Linked DNA regions of Macaca mulatta: region 1 is linked to region 2. A link is a contact called in public Hi-C data. All regions are on one chromosome and are shown on one strand. Each heading gives the region's core, a stretch centred on a gene start, on an enhancer-like site or on the middle of the called end of the contact. The rest is flanking DNA. Distances are from core to core; before and after follow the strand shown. Region 1 holds the start of PXMP4 (peroxisomal membrane protein 4). Region 2 holds the start of NECAB3 (N-terminal EF-hand calcium binding protein 3).

Evidence for each region. Hi-C and Micro-C count contacts between places; a contact is called where the count stands out from the background.
Region 1: a contact with region 2 is called in a Hi-C map of cortical neurons, with 6 times the contacts expected there. The contact joins the promoter of PXMP4 here to the promoter of NECAB3 in region 2. A contact is called at or near these places in 6 of 14 Hi-C or Micro-C datasets (CD4 T cells, blood, cortical neurons and 3 more).

What each region holds. Positions count from the first base shown.
Region 1 is chr10:86,492,011-86,496,653 of T2T-MMU8v2.0, reverse strand. It overlaps PXMP4 (peroxisomal membrane protein 4), which reads left to right and starts at 2,365. Exons shown (of 4, transcript XM_077951587.1): 1 at 2,365-2,562. The coding sequence starts at 2,450.
Region 2 is chr10:86,443,522-86,447,979 of T2T-MMU8v2.0, reverse strand. NECAB3 (N-terminal EF-hand calcium binding protein 3) reads left to right here and starts at 1,289. Exons shown (of 11, transcript XM_077951585.1): 1 at 1,289-1,499; 2 at 3,298-3,322. The coding sequence starts at 1,359. It overlaps E2F1 (E2F transcription factor 1), which reads left to right. Exons shown (of 7, transcript XM_001103717.5): 7 at 1-37.

The sequences.
Region 1 (4,643 bases), core at 1,116-3,615, 48 kb before region 2:
TGTGCCACCAGGCCTGGCTAATTTTTGTATTTTTAGTAGAGATGGGTTTTCGCCATGTTGCCCAGGCTGGTCTCGAACTCCTGGGCTCAAGAGATCCACCCACCTTGGCTTCCCAAAGTGCTGGGATTACAGGCGTGAGCTACCTACTGCACCTGGCAGAGCTTCAGCATTTTGTTTTGTTTTTGTTTTGTTTTTTGTGTGTGTGTTGTTGTTTGTTTTTTAATTTTTTAGAGACGGGGGTTTCACCATGTGGGCCAGGGTGGTCTTGAACTCCTGGCCTCAAGTGATCCGCCCGCTTTGGCCTCCCAAAGTGCTGGGATTACAGGCATGAGCCAGTGCGCCCAGTCATGGAACTTCAGTATTTTTAAGAGAATATTTTAATATATTGTCTAACATAGTCATTATCTTCAGAGGAAGGATTAACTGAATAAAGTAGCCTACCATTACAAAAGAAAAATCCCAGAAAACCCAGTTTCAGTGACAAAATAGGCCCAGCACAACTCCCTCCTTTATTGACCTCTGAAATTGTCCCCTGACACCGAGGCAATAATATCACTGGCAAATACCATATGGCCCAAGTCCCAGGGGACACCCTCACAAGTCACAGCCACCACTCAATGTGTAGCTGTTATTCAGTGACAACTCCACACAGTGAGTGACATCATATGTTAATGTCACCCATCAATGCTCTGGGAGATGACAACCCAAAACTATGTGTTGCTTCAACAAGCAAGTGTTGAGTACCCACCATGTGCCCAGTGCTGGGGTTATAGCAGAAATTGAGACATTATTCCTTCATAGAATTTACAGTTTGGTAAGGGCAATGGACAATGAACACGTAGTAAACAAGTAAGTCCAAAGTGTCAAAAGTTTTGTGAAAGAAAAAAAACACATAAGAACCAGGGTTGCCGGGCACAGTGGCTCATGTCTGTAACTCCAGCACTTTGGGAGGCTGAGGCGGGTGGATCACAAAGTCGGGAGTTTGAGACTAGCCTGGCCAATATGGTGAAACCCCATCTTTACTAAAAATACAAAAATTAGCCAGGCATGTTGGTGTGCGCCTGTAGTCCCAGCTCCTCGGGAGGCTGAAGCAGAAGAATCCCTCGAACCTGGGAGGCAGGAGTTGCAATGAGCTGAGATCACACTACTGCACTCCAACCTGAGCGATAGATTGAGTCTCAAAAAAAAAAAAAAAAAAAAAAAAAAAAAGAGCCAGGGTAATGAGTCAGAGTGAACAATGCTACTTCAAATTGGATGTCTCAGAAAGTCTCTCTGATGAGGTGGCATTTGAGCTGAAACCTGAAGGATGAGAAGAAGCTCATCATGGGGAGAGCCCAGGATGGCGAATACCAGGCGGGGAAACAGCCAGTGCAAAGGCTCTGAGGTAGAAGGGTTCTTGGCCCAAGGAACAGAAGGGAGGCCATTTGGCTGCGGAGCAGTGAGGTGGCAAGTGCTGGAACGTGGGGTCATAGGGAGAGGCAGGGACCAGATCACAGGACGTCTTCTCTCCTGGGCCTTGGGGAGGAGTTTGGATTCTAAGAATAAGTGGAAGCCGGCTGGGCTCACGCCTGTAATCCCAGCACTTTGGAAGGCCAAGGCAGGTGGATCACCTGAGGTCAGGAGTTCGAGACTAGCCTGGCCAACATGGTGAAACCCCATCTCTACTAAAAATACAAAAATTAGCTGGACATGGTGGCGGGCACCTGTAATCTACTAAAAATACAAAAAATTAGCCGAGCATGGTGGTGGGTGCCTGTAGTCCCACCTACTCAGGAGGCTGAGGCAGGAGAATTGCTTGAACCCTGGGGGAGGGAGGATGCAGTGAGCCCAGATGGCGCCACTGCACTCCAGCCTGGGTGACAGAGCAAGGCTGTATCTCAAAACATACATACGTACATTGAAGCCATTGAGGGGCCATGTGACTGACACTCTGAGAAGATCGCTATGGTAAAGGATACCCCAGTCGGATGGGGACCTGCTCCTCCCTGTATCATCACCTGTCGCCCATCTCAGCTCTAAGCAGGGCGACTCCTCCTTCTGGAGCCCTCCTTCCAAGTACACGCCTCCTTCCAAACCCACTAGTGAACCGAACATAGCCCAAGGGAAAATGCCTTCTGATTGGACAAATCGTGTGTGTGTGTGTGTGTGTGTGTGTGTGTGTGTGTGTGTGTGTGTGTGTGTGTGTGTGTGTGTCCTTGGGCGGACCCCACTGTGATTGGTTACAGGCTTTCCTTTCTCTTCCAGTCAGACAACTATCTCGATGAGTGCTATTGCCCCATGACACAAGTACGCTCTCTGATTGGCCTTCCATGCATGAGTGACGGCAGAAACAGCTTATAGACGCCACGACTTGGCGGCGCTACCGAGGGGCTGTGGGCGCTGCAGCTGGACCCTCGGGCTGTCAGTGCGCTTCCAGCTCCGCACCCCGAGCCGGTGCGCCGCCCGCACTATGGCAGCCCCGCCGCAGCTGCGGGCTCTGCTCGTAGCCGTCAACGCACTGCTGCGCAAGCGCCGCTACCACGCTGCGTTGGCCGTGCTTAAGGGCTTCCGGAACGGGGCTGTGTGAGTGGGGCCATCGGGCCGGGCTGGGGCTGAGGGATGTCCTGGCTGGGGTCGGAGGCGCGAGTTCAAAGTCCGACGCCGCAGTGCTGTGTGCCCTGGAGCAGTCCTCTTTTGTCTCTAAGTCTCGGAGGTCACTATCTATGCAATGGGAGCTGGATTTTGGGTTTCGCGCCTTCCCAGCCCTGAACTGGGTTTCCCACTGCACATTTTCTGGGTCTTCCAACCTTTGCAGCCTGGCCCTCTTGCTTTGACCTCCTCCCATGCCAGCTCCTGTATCCCCTTATTTGGGTTCAGTTCACCTCGCCTCGCGGTGTGCCTTTGGGCCTGACTGGCCTCAACGGCCCTATTTGCACAATGGGGAACTAGGCTCTGGCCTCTAGCTGGCAGGCAGAAGTCTCCTGTTTATACTGTCCCCATGAAGCTGCCCATGGACTTGCATCCTGCTTCTCACTCCTCACCTGTGGGACTCCAGCGCCAAGTCCCATTTGGCTAAGGGGGCTCCTGGGACTGACAATGAATGTAAAAGAAGCTGCAACTATCCTGGCATTTTACCTGCAAGAGAGGAGGTCTTGGGGTCATTGCCCTGGCTGGTGCCTAGAGGGGAGCTCAGCCTCCTTTAAACCTAGTGCATAACAGCCACCATTTATTTTTATTTTTATTTTTAAATTTTATTTATTTATTTTTTGAGACAGAGTTTCGCTCTGTCGCCCAGGCTGGAGTGCAGTCGCACAATCTCGGCTCACTGCAAACTCTGCCTCCTGGGTTCACACCATTCTCCTGCCTCAGCTTCCGGAGTAGCTGGGACTACAGGCGCCTGTCCCCACGCCGGGCTAATTTTTTGTATTTTTTAGTAGAGACGGTGTTTCACCGTGTTAGCTGGGATGGTCTCTATCTCCTAACCTCGTGATCCGCCCACCTCGGCCTCCCAAAGTGCTGGGATTATAGGCGTGAGCCACCGCGCCCGGCCGCCACCATTTATTGAGGTCCTATAGTGCCAGAACCAGGGACAAATTAGAGAACAAGCCAGAGAAAGTGGTTTGTGCCCCCCGGAATTGGCATCCTAGTGGCAACGTGGGATGGTGGGGAGGATATGGATGCCTTGGCTTGAACCCTGGTCCCACCTGCTCTGTGATCTGGAGGAAGTCATTTAGCCTCTCTAAGCCTCAATTTCTGTAAAATGGGCATGGTACTAGTACTTATACTATCAAGATTGAGTCAATATGTGTGAAATGCTTAGCACAGGCTGGCCACGGTGGCTCACACCTGTAATCCTAGCACTTTGGGAGGCCGAGGCAGGCGGATTATCTGAGATCAGGAGTTCGAGACCAGCCTGGCCAACATGGCAAAACCCCATCTCTACCAAAAATTAGCTGGGTGTAGTAGCATGTGCCTGTAGTCCCAGCTACATGGGAGGCTGAGGGGCAGGAGAACTGTTTGAACCCAGGAGGTGGAGGTTGCAGTGAGCCGAGATTGGGCCACTCTACTCCAGCCTGGGAGACAGAGTGAAACTCCGTCTCAAAAGAAAAAAAAAAAAGAAAGTAAGTTTCATGAGGCCATAACTTATCTATTTTGTTCCTTGGTGTATTACTAGCACCTGGTATTTAGTAGTTTCTCAAATATTTATTGAATGAATGAATAAGTGTGCAAGATCAGAATTGCCATTGTCCCCATTTTCCAGATGAAAAGGCTATAGCTCAGAGGTAGACCCATTGCTCATGGCCACAGCACTTGGTCAGGGTTGGAGCCAGGATTCAAACCCAAGGATGCCTGGCCCCAGTGCCAGGCTCTTGGCTCCCATGGACACTCAAGAGTCAGGTAGAACTGGTTCCCACTGGTTCTGGCCAGATTATGTCAGCTATTGCTTGATCATCAGTGACCCTTTTGCCAAGTTTTTTTCTTTTTTGAGACGGAGTCTTGCTCTGTTGCCCAGGCTGGAGTGCAGTGGCATGATCTCGGCTCACTGCAAGCTCCATCTCTTGGGTTCAAGCCATTCTCCTGCCTCAGCCTCCTGAGTAGCTGGGACTACAGGTGCCCGCCACCACGCCCGGCTAACTTTTTGTATTTTTTAGTAGAGACTGGGT
Region 2 (4,458 bases), core at 40-2,539:
TCCTGCTTTGGTTTTAATAAATATTTTGATGACGTTTGGGTCGGGTTTTGGGACTCTGTTGGGAACAGTTCGGGGCGGGAGAGGCCAAGGTTGCTGGGGAAATGCCCATTCTCCGCTTCCCTTCTCTCCGTCCCTGCTCGATTTGATTTGAGTCTCAGAACTCGAAGAAAGGTCAGCTTCATCGCTATTTTGGTCCTAACTCAAAAGCCGATCCAGTAAAGGTTTTTGTGGAAAGCCAAGAATGCTACTCAGTGCTGCCCGAAGTGCAGCGTAATGAGTGGCCTCTCCTTTTCCCAGCCCCAGAGGCCACTGTGCTCAGTTTGCTGTCTTCCAGACGTTTCTGGACATTAGTAAACATGCAACAAATGACAGTGGACTGGTTCTGTGTCAGGTATTTAGCAGTTCTGGGGACACGAGTGTTACCTCCCTTCTTGGTGCTCTCAGGGTCTGAAGGAGATCTACTTAAATGAGAAAATCAGGAAGTGCTTGAGTTCAGCGCTGTAGAATAGGTAGGAGTTAACCAGAGGAAGAAAACAAGCGAACACGACGGGCAAAGGCCGTGGGCAGGAGGGAGAGGGATAGAGGACCGGAGAAAGTAGTGGCTGCGGTCCTGAGGTGAGGGTCAGAGTGGTGCTCCTGGAGCGGGGCGTTCAGTCTTAAGCTTTATTCGGGGGCCAAGGAGTCACTGGAGACCGAAGTGGTACCTCTTTCGCATCTTAAAAGCTCCCCCTGGCTGCTGTGTGGAGAACGGGTTGAAGGGAGGGCCAAAGCCACCGAGGGGAGGGGAAAGGGCCGCGCTGAGTGCCAGAGAGGGCGGGCGTCGGGATGCCTGGGAGTCGGCCACACGGACCTGTGGGCTTCCTCTGCGCCAGCCCCCGTTGTAAGCACTTGACACTGAATGAGTCCCAACAATCCCATAGGGTGTCTACCGGTACCATTTTTGCAAATGAGGATACAGACGCCCCGAAAGGTGAAGTCCTGGTGGGTTTTACCCACTCGTATCACCCTGACTCTTCGGCACTGGCTTGGTCACCCTGTCCCTCCGGGTGGGCGCGCAGCCCCTAGGTTCTGCTCCCGGCAGGCCGTCGCCGGACCGGAACCCTCGGGCACCTCCCCCTCCGCCGTGGCCGCGGAAGCGCGGAGGCCCGCGACGCTGGAGTTGGACCTTGAGGCGAGGGAACCCGGCGCTCAATCTCCAGACCCGGAACCCGGCGTCCGCGGGGGCGGGGCGGGGGCGGGGCCTGAGCCCGCGCGTCGGCGCCGGCGCCAAGGGGCGGCCCCCAGCCCCACAGAGTCCGCCGCGGCGTCCAGGGTCGGGAGCAACCGCAGCCGAGCCCCAGCGAGCGGGCGGCGTTGCCATGGCGTGCGTGGGGCTGCTCACCGTGTGCCTGCTCCGGCCGCCCGCGCCCCAGCCCCAGCCCCAGTCCCCGCCCCAGCCCCCGCGGCACCCGCAGCTCGCGCCAGACCCCGGGCCCGCCGGACACGCGCTCTTCCAGGACGTGAGTGGGCGCGGGCTGTGCTCGCGGTGTCTCCCCGCCCGAGTCTCTGTTAGTCTCACCCTCTGGGGTTGTTCGGGCCCCGCCGCTGTCTCTGGGTCTCTGCCTCTCTCTCTGGCCCTGCTGTCTGTTTTCTCTTGACCTCTCTGCCTTTGTGTCCCCTGTTCTGTCTCTCTGTCTCGTCTATGTCTCCGCTTGTCCCTGCTCCAGTGTCACTACCCCTGCTGCCCCCCACCCCTCAGCCCACCCTACTTGTGTGTCTGGTGTTGGGGGGGAGCTGTCGACAATCACAGCAGCCGTCACCCCACTCTGTAGCAGCCGCAGGCTGGGCTGACTGGGGAAGAGGAGCCTGGAAGCACAAGGGTCCCCTCACTTCTGACTCTAGTGCCGCCCCCAGAGTCCTTCAGGCCCCACTCCAGGGCAGCAGAGTCCTACAGTTGGTAAGGATTGCACAGAGTCACCCTCCCATGGGACCACGGGTGGCCCTGCAGCCCCCATGGGCACCAGCCACGGCCCTGAGCCCTTTCTCCACCTGTGCTACGCTCTGTCCTGGCCCCCTCATGCCCCAACTCCAGAGGGAGGCAAAGCTGTCTCCCGCCCCCTTCCCACTGCCCCTAGTGACTCAGCACCTTGACCACATCCCTGGCTGGAAGGGACCTGACCCTCCCTCTTCCCAGGTAGGAAAACCAAGGCCTGAGGGGATATGTCCCAGGTCAGTCATGGAGGCAGGGGAACAACAGGGTGACCCCAGGTGTCCCCATTCCCAGCTTAGCACCCCTCCCCGCTCCCAAGATCTCCATCTACCCCACCTGGGCCTCCCTGGCTTGCTGTGTGTCCCTCAGCCAGTGGCAGAGCTTCTCTGAGTTAGGCTAGAGGTTAGAGTCTTTCTGAGCCCTGCTGACGCTGAAAAAACAGGATCTTGGAGGGGGTTGGCGTTCAGGACCTGGAGTTCCTGGGGGCTCTCAGCCCAGGCTTGGCCCACCCCTGCTTGCCAGGCCTGCCAGTCTCCCCTTTGCTGGGCTGCTTTGGGTGACCTGGGAGCAGGTCACTAAGAGAGATGGGGACCTGTCTTGACTCTGCTCCTCTTTGCCTCTGTTGCTCTTCATCTTCACTTCATAAATGAAATCTGCTGACCTTGCCTTCTGCCACCCCCACTCCCCCTTGGACTTGTGTGTGTACACACACGCCTGCCAAAGGTCCTCACTGTCAGCCCCATAGGAAGCCCCAGCCCTGAAAGAGTTAACCCCAGCTGCTCCTGATCTATTTGCTAGTGGGTAACTCAGACACCTGCAGAGACAGAGTAGCCACTGCCTGCTGTCTTCAACAGCATGCAAGGAAACAACTCAGAGAGGGCAGCTGGGATAGACCATGGCCACACAGCAGAGCTCGGGGCTCAGGTCTAGGACGGCTGTGCAGGATTCCTGGGCCGCAAGCCGGCCCATTTCCTCAACCTTCCTCATGCTGGAACCGTGCCAGGGGCTGAGGTATTAGATAGAACTTGGGCTGCACTCTGGGTGTGGGAGGTGGGGACGCAGGGAACTGGCCAGGAGCACCCCCAACGAGGCCAGGCCCTGCAGGAGAAGTGAGTGGAGGTGGCACCCGCTGCGTGCTCTTCCTGCGCCCTGCTTGCCGGAAAAGCTCCTGCAGGGCTGAGCTGGGCAGGGGGTTTGGGACCAGGCTGGGCAGGAGGAAAGGCAAGGCAGGGGGTAGGCCAGCCAGCTGGGACCCTGTCGGGTTGAGTGGGGGCCTCTGGCTTCCTGGGTAGCACTCACAGTTCCCCCCATGTCCCTTTGTCCTCTAGGTTTTCCGCAGAGCAGACAAGAATGGTGAGTGTGGCTTCCCCTGGGTCCCACAGTGGGGCAGGGTGGGAAGCATCCAGAAGGCCCAGGGAGACTTGGAAGGTTGGGTGGGAAGTCAAGAGTCGAGACAAATCTTGGAGGCCCAAAACAGGAGAATCAATCAAGGCGTCCTTCCCAGAGGAGGTGCTGTTCTCAGCCAAGTTTGGCAGGATGGAGAGTGGCGGGAATGTGGTTTGGCCAGGGGCTAGAGGTAGGGGCTGACTTTCACACAGCACCCTGGCACGGTGATGGGCACTTCCTTTTCATGGCCTCCTGTTGTCCTCACAACCACCAGCTAGATTGGAATTCACCCTGTTTCATAAAGGAGCAGAGGCCTAGAGAGGTGAAGCAGGTTGCCTAAGGTCACACAGCCTTTAATTGATAGGCTTGAACTTGGGTCTTTGCAGTGTTTAGTCCCAGGCTCCTTGTGTGAGGCACTTGGAAGAGTGAGGTAATGGAGGTGAGACCTTTTTGGAGATTTTACTCAGGTTTTTAGAGGGCTCAGTAACTTGTCACGTGACCAACCATCTGGACCAGGGAGGTCTTGGAGGACGCAACTAAACCCACGCCTTGGGCAAGGATAAAGCTGGGTCCAGTGCCAAAGGAGTCGGCTCCTCCTGCCTTGGGTCCCGGGCAGTCTCAGACCCTGGTCTAGGAGAACCTTGGAAGCTAAAGCACGAGCCCTAGGGGACCCATCCAGCAACAGGCTGCTCCTCCTAGGTGACCTGGAGCAGCCCACTGTACCCTGTGTGGCCGGTGGAGGGTCTGAGCGCTGCAGTCAGCCTGGGACGCCTTTCATCTGGGTCTTCATGCCCTCTTGTGTTTCATCCTCCTAGAGACGGGGTCCTGTCCCCACTCCTTGCCCTTCTCCGTGGGTCTCTTCACATTGATGGGGGTTGTTTGTCCCAACCCATTGATCAGGACACATGCCCTCACTTGGACCAGGGCATTCTGTCTGTGAAGGTTCAGATTCTCCTCCGGCTCAGCTCGCCACATCCATCTGCTCAGAGACCTCACGTATCATTCAGACCACATCCCATGTCTTTGTGCCACATAAGTGCTCCCAGCCTTTGCTCACATGCGCCTGTGATGGGGAGCTCCTTCCCTTCTGAGCCAGCCTGCTG